2 separate regions of the Pan troglodytes genome follow, and region 2 is linked to region 1. Evidence: chromatin contacts called from public Hi-C data. All regions are on one chromosome and are shown on one strand. Each heading gives the region's core, a stretch centred on a gene start, on an enhancer-like site or on the middle of the called end of the contact. The rest is flanking DNA. Distances are from core to core; before and after follow the strand shown. Region 1 overlaps CREB5 (cAMP responsive element binding protein 5). Region 2 has its middle 110 kb from the start of TRIL.

Evidence for each region. Hi-C and Micro-C count contacts between places; a contact is called where the count stands out from the background.
Region 2: a Hi-C map of stem cell-derived neural progenitor cells shows a contact between it and region 1, with 5 times the contacts expected there. The contact joins two enhancer-like sites. A contact is called at or near these places in 1 of 7 Hi-C or Micro-C datasets (stem cell-derived neural progenitor cells) and 1 of 1 datasets of contacts at active chromatin or transcription factors (stem cell-derived excitatory neurons).

Annotation. Positions count from the first base shown.
Region 1 is chr6:34,493,353-34,499,844 of NHGRI_mPanTro3-v2.0_pri, reverse strand. All of the region lies in intron 5 of CREB5 (cAMP responsive element binding protein 5), which reads right to left. Among named protein-coding and RNA genes, the nearest start is that of TRIL, 260 kb to the left of the region's middle. Within about 2 kb of position 4,519, at least 11 of the 24 cell types and tissues checked have an H3K27ac peak or open chromatin away from gene starts, as enhancers often do. A contact at or near this core is called in stem cell-derived neural progenitor cells, where this site is marked.
Region 2 is chr6:34,648,667-34,654,631 of NHGRI_mPanTro3-v2.0_pri, reverse strand. No RefSeq gene overlaps it. Among named protein-coding and RNA genes, the nearest start is that of TRIL, 110 kb to the left of the region's middle. Within about 2 kb of position 2,236, at least 11 of the 24 cell types and tissues checked have an H3K27ac peak or open chromatin away from gene starts, as enhancers often do. A contact at or near this core is called in stem cell-derived neural progenitor cells, where this site is marked.

The sequences.
Region 1 (6,492 bases), core at 3,270-5,769:
TTTGGCCCTACTATTTCTGTTTCTAAAAAGCCTTTTCCAAGACAGAAAGTTGATATAACTTTTTTTCTCTCCAGTATTTCCAGTTTTCATTTATACTTCAATAAATATAGATAAGCATAAGTTGGTGGGAGTCAGGGGGTAGATTTTAACAATCACTGTTATGCACTATCTTCCCTGGAAGTATTGAAAGTGGTTTTCTGAGTTTAATGTGACATTTCCTCTCCCTTTTAGGTACTGCTTTTGCAACAAATTAATTTTGGTTCCTAGAGAGCACACTCCTACCTCAAAGTGCTGTGTGAGATGCTCCCCTAACAAGATAAGAAATAGATTTGTCCATGACTTCCAGCATAGAATTAAAACATATAGATTTAAAGATAGCTTTTTCTTGGTCTACAATGAATTGAAATCTTTTGAAAAAATACATTGTTATCTCCTAGTTTCTTTCTTTCCTTTTTTTCACTTTCGCAGGGCAGCAAAGTTAATACTCTAGTTTCTAAACCGATATTGGCAGTCACTGAATACGCCCTTTCTTTCAAATGAAAAAAAAAAAAAAAAAAGAAGAAGAAAGGAAGAAAGGAAGAAAGGAAGGAAGGAAGGAAGGAAGGAAGGAAGCAAACCTTGGTCATCCTGGCTTAAATATGAAAATGAAACAAGAGTATGAGACAAGGCAGCCTCACAGAGCAAATGGCCCAGCCCATGGCTTCCCACCCAGTCCCTCTCCCTCCCTTATTGTGAGTATCTCGCTCAAAACCCACTTCTGTGCTTTTGCATATGAAAAATGAGGCTGTAAAAGGGTCAGCCTGTAAAAGGCATAGCTAGTAAAAAATAATTGGAGGGCATTGAATACAGACGATGTGCACCGTTCATAAGATAATTAGTCCCGGGATCCTTACTATGTTGCTCCTGATGTTCCTCATGCCAGGAAGAATTCTGATGTGTGGAGAAATTATAACACAGCTTACTCAACAGAGAAGCTATAACAGAATGCACATTTCCAAGACCATTCCCAGCAACTTGAAAGCCTCATCCCATGTCTTGCCTTCATAAAACATAGCATTTCCACACTGTGGCTGTTTTAATAAACCAATGAATAGTTCTCTCCAATCTGTTTGCTTTTAGTGAACTTATTTTCTTTCCCCAAAGAAGCTGGCACTATAATGTCAGACAAATGTCTAGAATAACCATGCACTGCTCTGGACACCAATGAATAAAATATAGCAAATACTGCCTATCCTCATGGTGCATTATTCCACTTAGAAAATGGTATAATTGGATAGTACTGGGAGGGGATTCATGTATTTTTGAGTCGTGGGGTTATTTTCTGGTAATTGCCTGACTTGAAACTTTAATCAGGAAGTTCTCTTAGCCCTGTGAGTGTGGTTTTTTTTTTTTTTTTTGCCGGGGGGGGGGGGGGGGGAGGGGGGGTTTGGGGGATGAGGAAGAGAGACTATTAAAGAATTGAGAAAATGGCTAAGTCCCGCAGGCCTTTTTTTCTTGTCATACAGTTGTTGTCAAAAAGATTCACTATTATGTCTGGGGATAGGGAAACTCAATGGCATTTTGCGTTCAGTAAAAATGTCTCAAGCCATTTTTCAAACATTTTGAGGTTTGGCACAAACCTGAAATCCATCTTGCCAAGCACTTTCCCCCCTTAATTCTTAAACCCATGTGTCTTTCAAGGGAAATTTAATCCGTATGTTTCTGATTCATTTACACTTAACTCATCAAAATGGTGTTTTGTAAGAGCTATTTGATGTTCAAGAAGTCTTATGAGCTTCTCTTTTTATAAGTCTGAAAAGCCTTTCTTTTTGAGAACCCAGAAAATTGTATTTTACCAGCTGTAGGCCAAATGATTTGAGCTGTGTTAAAAATCAAGAACCTGCTGAATTTAGGAGGCAAACAGCAGACACAATGACATAAATAAACATCCACACGTGTCCACCTGCTCATACATCAACTGAAGACCTTTCTAACTCATTCCTTCCCTGAAGAAGTCTATCTCTTAAGGCCAAAGAACAAATGACAATGCTCAGGCAGAAAAGAACGATGGTCCTACAGCAAAAATCCCCACTGCTTCTGGAGATTCCCAATTGCGATTCCCAGCTCAGAATCCATGGAAATAAATCAGATTGCATTTTGTTAGATGAATCTATTACCTAAGAAATAAATTAATCATTGAAGGCCAGAACTAGATGGATGTCATGAAATTTCTAATCCAGTAGGATTTGGATTTTGTTGCAAGGACCTCTGGGAGGGGGTGGGGGTGACTTACGGGAGGAGATATGGACCAGTCAGGGATCTGTTTTCCATAATGGGCTTTTCCACAAGAGGATTTCTTAAAAAGTAGTCTGAGGGTACCCTCAGTTTGAAAACAAAATACTTTAATTTTATATGAGGACACAGAGTTTGGGGAAAGGAATCTAGGAGTTGGGACAAAACTTGAAATACAACCCAGGTCCCCTGATCCTTGCCCAGCATTCTGGTGGCCTTTCTATGATACCAGTGTGTTTCCAATGCTGACTGCACTTCATTAGGGGGCCAATTCGTGAGAAATTGGTGAAATCAGCTTAATCTGACATTATCAGCATTTTAGAACAATAGATACATATCTAATACATCAGATATCCAAATAATGTTATACACAGTAAAAATTAAGTATTATTCCATAAAAATTATGTGTGTATATATAAATATGTATGTGTGCATATATAAATATGTATGTGTGCATATTATACACATAATCCAATGTACATATGTGTGTGTATATAAATATATACACATGTATATATTTCCATGGGTATATATACACACAAATATATATGTGTGTATAACACATATACACACATATATGTGAAGTATATATACACATATATGTGTGTATGTAATGTGAGTATGTGTGTATATACATTACACATTACATACACACATATACGTATGTGTATATATGTATATGTATATATACGTATATATACACACGTGTATATATACGTATATGTATATATACGTATATATACGTGTGTATATATACGTATATGTATACGCATGTGTATATATACGTATATGTATACGCATGTGTATATATACGTATATGTATACGCATGTGTGTATATATACGTATATGTATACGCATGTGTGTATATATACGTATATGTATACGCATGTGTGTATATATACGTATATGTATACGCATGTGTGTATATATACGTATATGTATACGTATGTGTCTATATACGTATATGTGTGTATGTAGTGTGTGTATGTGTATACATGTGTACATATATATGTGTAGGTGTATATATATGTGTACATATATATGCATATGTGTGAGTATACTGGGCTGTGATACAGAATATATTTCCCACTATTGCTCATATCAAAAAAATTTAAAAACTACTATACAGAAAACCACATTTTCTTCCCGGATGGTTCAGCCAATAGTTGTTTTCAATTTGCCTCATTAAAGATCACGTGGCTGGAAAAACCCTATAAGATCCTTCTCACTTCAGTAGAGGAAATGGTACAAAACACTGGCCCATTTCAAAGGGAGCTTAAATACACAGCTCAGAAGAAACGAATGAAGAAAAAGAGGAGGAGGAGGACAGATAACTCTTTGAGAAAAGAAAGGGTCATAGCCATCTTCCTATGATTTACAAATGGCAGGAAGGATTTCTGATTTGCATTCAGTGCATCTGTACAGCTGAAGATGCAGACATATGAGCCCCAGCATAGTTCCACAGTGCATTTTCCAAGCACTTAACAATCATTAATTAGTTAGAAACATCCTTTCAAGGTCGGGAGGCACAATAGTTCATCTCCACACAACGGAGCTTTGGAGGCTCCCAGGCAGCCGAATGGTACGGCACCTGGGTAATGACTGTGGGAAGATTAATTGGGTTAACTGGCTGTGAAGAATCTTGTGAAAATGCTGCTCCACTGCACTGTCAGATGTCAGAGAAGGCCAGCGTCCTTTGTGCCTAGCAGCTGAAAGCTGCCTCCATGGGAAAGGATGCAAAGTCATTAAAACAACTATGAATTACCCTTTGCTCTCTTTTTTTCAGAATCATAATGAAGTGACAAGTTTTCTGTGGTCACAAAGTGCTGGAGTCTCTTTGGGATTAAAGTGCAAAGTGGGGCTGTTTGGGAATTGTGGTCTAAAACTGTTCCCTAGGTGGGGAGGAAGAGGGAGGAAGCAGTGTGTTCAGAGCCCAGAGGTCACATCCTGCAGGTGGGTGGGTGCTGGTTCTGGGGCAGCTTCCAAGCTCTGTCCTCATCGGACATGCACTCAGTGTAGCCAGGGCTCAGGCAGGGAGAGGGAGGAGAGAAGAGAGTGGTGGGAAGCAAAGAGCTGGACTCCAGGACATTTACCCCAATGCTATTAGGGCACACAACTTCTGGCCCACTAACTAGACCCCAGTGGGGCTGATGGCTGGAGGCAAAAAGCAAGCTATCTTGTGGCCTCTGCACCCCTCTCTCCAGACCAGAGGGAGGAGTCTCTGCACAGCTGCCTGAATGATTTCCAGAGTCTCAAGGGCCTGCCTGTTGGTTGCTCCCTCCCACCCCACCATCCCCAGGAGTCAGAATTCAAAAAGGGACTGCAAAGCATTAGCCTGGGCAATATGACAGAATTCCTGGTACCAGGAAGCTCACTGGCCTGGCAGGGCAGAAATGTGCTCCTCACCGCCTTAGAGCTTGGTCTGGGCCCTGACACCAATGGTTTTATGATATAGAATAACTCTCTTCACATTTTTGGATGGCTTCAGTTTCCCTCCCTCCCTCCTGTCTAGCTCTGTGGCCCAGGCTGTAGTGCAGTGGTGCCATCATGACTCACTGCAGCCTGGAACTACCGGGCTCAAGTGATCCTCCTGCTTCAGTCTCCCGAGTGGCTGGGACTACAGGTGCATGATACCATGCCCGGCTAATTTTTTAATTTTTTTTGTAGAGATGGGGTCTCCCTACATTGCTCAGACTAGCCTCAAACTCTCGGGCTCAAGCTATTCTCCCATCTTGGCCTCCCGAATTGCATGCTGTGATTACAAGAGTTAGCCATCGTGCCTGGCCTTTGATTTCGTAATCTGTAAGGTGAATGGGTTGGGTTGAAACATCAATCTTTAGGTTCTGGCTTCATCAGTGCATTTAGAATTATAAGACTGGGTCAGGCTAAGTAGCTCACGCCTATAACCCTGGCTACTCAGGAGGCTGAGGTGGGAGGATTGCTAGAGTCCAGGAATCTGAGACTAGCCTGGGCTACATAGGGATACCCAGTCTCCACAAAAAAATTAAAAACATAGCCATGTGTAGTGGTGTGCACCTGTAGCTCCAGCTACTTCAGGAGGCTGAGGCAGGAAGACCATTTGACCCCAAGAGTTCGAGGCTGCAGTGAGCTGTGATTGTGTCACTGGGTGACAAAGCGAGACCCTGTCTCTAAAGAAAAATTTTTTAAAAAGAATTGTAAGATGATTATTCTACTACTAAGGAAGTTCTGGATGGTGAGAGCAAATTCAAATCAAATGACGTTCCCTGTGACCTGTACACGTCACAGGGAGCTTCCTGTTTGCCCTCACAGGAAGGAAATGGCAAAAAGCAGCCATGTACTGAACTAGGACAAGATCTGAACTCAGAAAAATAATCTGGCTATAGAGAGGCCACTGCATGATCCATATTAGGGTGGATGCTGGTGAGAGCAAAACTAAAGGCGAAAATGCTACGCAAGAGCAATTTACATCTACCTTTACACTAAATGGGTTCATTATAATTGCTGTTATTATGATTAATTTCAGAGGAATTAAATGGGATCAGTCCTTTATTGCAACGTGTTGCTGAGCTGACGGAAGTGTTATGATAAATAAGAAGGTCAAGAAGAGGCAGATGCAAAAGAAGTTACTCTATGCCATCTAAAAAAGAAATCTACTACTTAACAAAAAGCAGTGACAAAAGACCCTGCTCTTTTGATGTTGAAATAAACTACAGTACATTAAAGTGAGAGCTGAAACCTCGTTTTCTGACCAATGGCATGTACAGCCAGAAGTATGATTCTCTCTTCACCTCTCCACCCACTCATGACCTCACCCGCATTCTGTGACTTGGTTTACCTTTCTTGGAAGGAACTGTTAAATGACAATATTTCTCTCTACATTATTAATGCCCAAAATATATTATTATCCAGACTTCCAAAGAAGTCAACTGGTTCCATTATTAAATAACTAACATTTGCTGAGCACTTACTATGCTAAGTGTACTATGCTCTTATGAATTCCATTCCATAGATGAAGTAACCGAGGCTCAGAAAGCTTCAATAGATTGTCAAAAATCACATAATTAGCAAATGGCAAAGCCAGAGTTTGCCCCCAGGTCTGTCTGACTCCAAAACAATCCACAGGGCCCAATCTCATCTGGCCATATTGATTACGAGTAATTAGGCTTCCCCTCTCTGCACAAAAGCTTGTTTTGCAGACATTTTTTTCCTTTTTTTTTTTTTTTTAAGCAGTGATACCA
Region 2 (5,965 bases), core at 987-3,486, 160 kb before region 1:
TGTTCATCAAACATTTGTTGGATTGAATTACACAGGGTTACTGCCATCCTGGAACAGGCCTTGATGCTCAGGGAAGGGGTAGATGTTAGAGAAGAATGCGGTCTTTATTGGACATTCCAGTTTGGTCTAGGACCAGTAGCCCTGGATCAATCTGGAGAGGAGGCTTCCTCTTCCCAGCCTGTTGAGTCTTTGCCAACATTTTACTGCTCTGATCCATTATCAGTGTGTCACCCCTTTGCCATGCATAGAAACAGTAAGTGCAAAGAAAATGCACTGTGGGGGTGGATGACTCAGAAGGTTTGGCAATGGATAAACAGCATTTTACCTTTAGTGGTGATAGATAGAGGGCCCGCAAGGCAAAGACTGCTGTCTGCTTCTCCTCACCGGAGTCCTCCTCCTACTGTATTTTTGTGTAGCTCCAAGCATGCCACAAGTACCCACAACAAACCATTAATTAAAGCTGGTTTCTGGTCTAGGTTTAAAAACTCCAAAGTTGTCACATGGAGGGGCGTGTGTGTGTGTCAGAGGGAGAGAGAAAGAGAGAGAGCTTCACTAACCTTTATAGCCACTGCCTCTCTTATTCACCCATCTAACTTAGCAGCAGGCACTGAAGCCCAAATCGAAGAAGAAACCCAGTGTGCTCTGTCCTTGGAGGTATCTCCAGAGTACAGTGTCTTGTGCCTGCCACTGCTAGACATTCAGAGAATACTGACTGACAGATAGGAGGGATGAGGTGGCATCTTCTGGCACTCTGAATTTCCTTCATACTTTTTCTGATTTGGATTGTGTGGGTTGTACCAGCTAGTGTTCAACCTCAGACCCAGAACCAATATATCCATTCAGAGATGTCTTACTAGGAATTGGCTTATGCTGGCCGGGCGCGGTGGCTCACGCCTGTAATGCCAGCACTTTGGGAGGCCGAGGGGGGTGGATCATGAGGTCAGGAGATCGAGACCATCCTGGCTAACACGGTGAAACCCCGTCTCTACTAAAAATACAAAAAAAATAGCCGGGCGTGATGGCAGGCGCCTGTAGTCCCAGCTACTCGGGAGGCTGAGGCAGGAGAATGGCGTGAACCCGGGAGGCGGAGCTTGCAGTGAGCCAAGATCGTGCCATTGCACTCCAGCCTGGGTGACAGAGCAAGACTCCGTCTCAAAAAAAAAAAAAAAAAAAAAAAAAAAAAAAAAAAAAAAAAAAAAAATTGGCTTATGCTGTTGTGGGAGCTGCCTAAGCACATCCAAAGTCCACAGGACAGGGAGTCAGGAGGGGAAGCTAAAAAGCAGAGTGGAGCTCTGGGCATGACTGCGCTGTTGTTCATGGATGTGACCTCCTCTCTGTCTCTGTCTCTCTCTGGGGAGTCTTGGCTGTGCTTTGAGGGCTTCCAACTGATTAGGCCAGGCCCACCCAAGTTATCCAGTATAACCTCCCTTACTTAAAGTGAACTGATTAGTGACTTGAATGACATCATCAAACCCTTTCACAGTAACAGCTAGATTAGTGTCTGGTGAATCAATGGGAACTTTAGCTTAGTCAAGTCGACATATCAAAAAAGCCATCACATGGGGTTAAGAATAATGTTAGAGATCCTGTGGACAGGTAAAGAATAGGGTGTGTGTGTTTGTGTGCGTGTGGGTGTGTTTACGCGTGCGCGCGTGTGTAGGGAGGGAGGAAGAGGGAGTTGGAAGTCTTGGGACCCTCCTTTCTCTTCCCTTTGAAGTCTCACAAAAGTCTGTCGGGGGAAGATAATTGGCGTCTAACACCTTGCCGAGAGAAACCATGCCCTGAGGTTCTGCAACCCCGACACGCTGATGGAAGAACCATGTTTGCTGGCAGAGCCCCTGGTCCAGTGCTTTAGATAGGAGGCACCCACCCCGCCGGCAGGGCTGCTCCACAGTGTTGTGCGGCATGGCGCCTGGCGCCGGATGATTTCCCCACGGCGGCGCCAGAGGGCGCCCGAACTGAGGATTCGGCCCAGGACTCCCAGAGGAGACCGGCAGGTGCGGCGACGCCCAGGACTCCCGCACGCCCCGCGGCCCCGGCACGGGCACCGCACCTTCCCTGGCTACCCAGGCTACCTCCTTCACGTGCACATTTCAGGGATGGGCAGGCCGACTCCTGGGAGCAAGGAGCTTGTCTTTGTAAAGGGCGGGAGGAGGTGGCTGCTGCGGAGGGAGGCGGCAGCCTCAGGGCCCGGGAGGCTCCGTGCCTCTCTAGTCCATGCTCTCGGCTCCTCCCTCTTACTCTCAGACCCAGGGTCAACTTTTCTTGGGGCTCGGACTTTCGGAAGGCTCGCTGTCCCAGGAGGGAGTACGGCCCCGGCATGCGCTCCCCGACTTGGCCACCGCCTCCCTGAAATCCTCCCGTGGGTGCGCAGCGTGCCCGAGACTCAGGCGAGGTGCCCCCTCTGCGCGCTCCACACCCGGGCTGCTGCGGAGTGCAGCGGGATCTGCGCTTCCCTGCCACTTAACCGCCCCTCGCAGAAGCCCCTGCCCCCTAAACAGTCAGGGCCCAAGGCAAAGAAGCAGGTCTTTTGCGTAGTTTTTGTTTTGTTTCAATCAGGAGCTTAAAAAGGATGTATACTAATGTCACTCTTCTCTCCGTTAAACGTTCGGAATCTTAATGCAATCCTTTTTAAAAGCAATACAAATTTTGAGGGAAAGAAAAATCACTAGAGGACTTTATGGTTAAAGGTTTTAATGCAATGGTAGTATTACAAAAATAACTGGCATAGTTTTTTTTTTTTTTGCAATTCTCAAAGGTGGTGGCGAACAAGGACAAAACAGATCAGACAGTTGGAAATGATAAAGAAAGGCTTCTGCGCTCATAATTTTCACTCAAAGTACTCATAATTTGCGCAATTGGAACAGTTAAACACTCAGTGAGACTGAGCAATAAACACATTTCTCACTCAAACATAGCAGAGGTCAGGGAAGGAAGCCCGTGTTCTTCTTTTCTTGTCTGATGTAGGCACCTCCCTGGCCACAGCTTATTTGTGTAGTTTTGGAAAACTCTGACAGAAATGAGTGTCTGGGAGGCTTCTCAGTTGTCAAGAAGCTTCTTATATTTCCTAAAGAAACTCAACCTAGATTCATTAAGCCAAGTCACAGAGCAAAGAGAATTAAATATTTTTCTAAGGCTGCAACTAATCCTGAAACTTAAATATAGTGGGGGAGGGGAATCTGACATATGAAAGGTCTGTGACATTTTTATGGAAAATGTATAGAGATGTTGTGTCTAAATATCCTCAGATGAGGAAAAATGGATTTTTTTTGTTTTTTCAAAACAAAAACCAAATGATTTTCATCCACCTATTCCCAGACCTCTCCTTATAGACTTCAATTAAGTATCCTAACGTCTTTTTTTTGAGTCATTTAGGAAAATATTTATATGTCAGTGAAAGCAGGGAGATCCTTTGAAAGATCTTGCTAATGTATGTTAGAGTAAGGCCAACTCTTGTATTTATGATGGTTTTTCTTTTTCATCGAAATTGTAAGCTCACATTAAGGATTTTCCCTCCCTTTATAAACATCGGCACAGTGCCGTAACTTCCTTTATTTGCAATCAGTTATCCCATGGTTAACAAAGAACTTTTTTAGAGAAAAACGTGGCCTAATGAAATTCAGTAATTCTTTATATAAAGAAAAAAGGATCTTTTATATGCATTTTTATATGCATTAAATATATAAGCTTGGTGTGTACCTGGTAAAGTTGATTTCTGCTGACGATGTAACACAGGTAAATCAACATAGGGTCTCTAGCACATTATAGGGTCTAACACTTTATTGGGTTTTACCTTCAGGTAAAGACTTCTATTAAGAATATACAAGTGCCTGCATACCTAACCTGCCTTGTTTTCCACAGGGCTGTATACATAATCTCTTTTTAAAAATTTGTTTAATCAAAGCTTGCTATATTGAATACATTTAATTGGAATCCAGTGGTTAAAGAATATAAAAATTTACTGCTGTAGAAAAGTTTTGATTAGTGCTTTCCATTAGTGAGTGTTGTTGAGTAAACCCTCTAACAGCATATTTGAGTTCAGACAAGAACTGACTTAGCAAAACAGGTGATGCTTTCAACTGTACAAATATATTATTTCCCATAAATATTCCTAATGAAAGAGGTGGTCTGTTTCAGAGGAAGTAACTGCAATGACGACTTTTAAATAATCGGAAAAAAAGTTCCCAACCTTGATAAATATGTGCACAGGGACTGAAAGGGTGAATTATTAGGTGAGGAAAGGTAGAGTCTAGAAATCCTGCCCCATGTATGTTATAAAGTAAGCTGCACAAAAGCATGGCAGATAGCATCTGTGAGCCAATGCCATTTTCCTGCATCAAGATCTTTCCCTTTCTTCTTGCATCAAAAAAGTGAATTCAAATACAAAGAAAGGATGTTTTACCCTACTGAAATGTTGCAGGCAGAAGAAAGTTTGTGCTTTTTCTTTTTTTTACAAAAAAAAGAAAAAGAAAAAAATACGTTTGAACAAAATTAAAATACAAGAAGGTTCAATTCTCAGAATTTAACAATTAATTTTCATTCAGTGCTTAGCTATCGACTACAGACTTTATTAGTTAACAACAAAAGCAAAGATGCAGGTTTTAAAGGGAACTTTGGTTCCCCTTTTCCCATTTATGATTCTCCAATTCAGGAAGGGCTACATTTCTTTTCAACTGTGTGTTTAAATCTGGAATCAAGATGGGAGTAGTTAAACCACCGGCTGTGTCATGAAGTAACAAGTCAGGGTTCTGTGTCTCAAATGACAAACGTCTGACTTCACCTATTGCATGGAAAAGCCCCATGTACTGGAGTCAGAGGTCTGAATCTAGATTTTTCAACTATAGAATTCCAGCCCATTTTTAGAGGGAGCTAAGTGCTGTGAATATCTTCATGCACATGAAGTGTGTGTGTGTGTGTGTGTGTGTGTGTGTGTGTGTGTGTGAAGGCTACACAAGTGGGCAGGGCAGTAGAAGAAAGGGAGAGGAATTGGGGATGCAGAAAGCCTCTGCTTTGGAATATTGCATGTTTTCCTTTTCTATTATTCACAATGAATGTAAAGAATATTTTATAGAGAAGTAAATCCCCCCTTCTTTTTCAAAATTAGTGACAGTTGTAGGTGACTATTTTGTTCTGTCATTGTTCAGACGTTGTGTGTGAACAACGTCAGGGATGTAATGTATGACCGACTTTTGTGTATGATACCCACTTATAGATTGAAAACTGAAAAAGTTCAGAGAGAAATTTGTGTACACACAATTGTTCTTTCTCTTTCAATATCACCACTGTTGGCTGACAATGAAAATGTGAAGAACATCTCATTTTGTGTTACATCCCAATGTTCTGTCTTTGCAAAAGCAATACCTCAATATAATGGATGGAATTCAATGACAGTGGCAAACAATACTACTTACAATGCTATGTATGAAAAGAATGTTATACCATAACAGTACATTGCAGAAAAATGACATTTCATGTTAGAATTATTTGATTTGATCGTGGTGAAAAGAAAAATGCTAATGTACTAAAATAAACTAGTAAGCAGTCAAAAAAGCAAAATATGTAAAAGCATCTGATTTGTCAGATGAAATATATTTGATTACTACTCATCTAACATTCTACTACCAGTTTAAATAATTTTATTAATTAAATCTAAAATTATACAACATGTTAATCTTGTAGACTAAAAGGGGAAGGAATAATTGAAAGCCTGAATATTATAGAGTGAAGTTGAATTACTTTTAGGTATGAGAAGAGCCCTTTTCACAGTGTTACTTCCAAGTGGGTTTGACTGACTATTGATAACTTCCATTTGTAAGTAGCCTCATTTGCATATAAGCCGTGTATATTATGTCATTCAATAATAATAATTTTAAAACTTCTTTTATTATGCACCCGTGAGGTACCTGACTCTGCCCAGAGTGGATTTACACAAGGAATAAGAAGGATCCAGCTTGTTCCCTAGAAG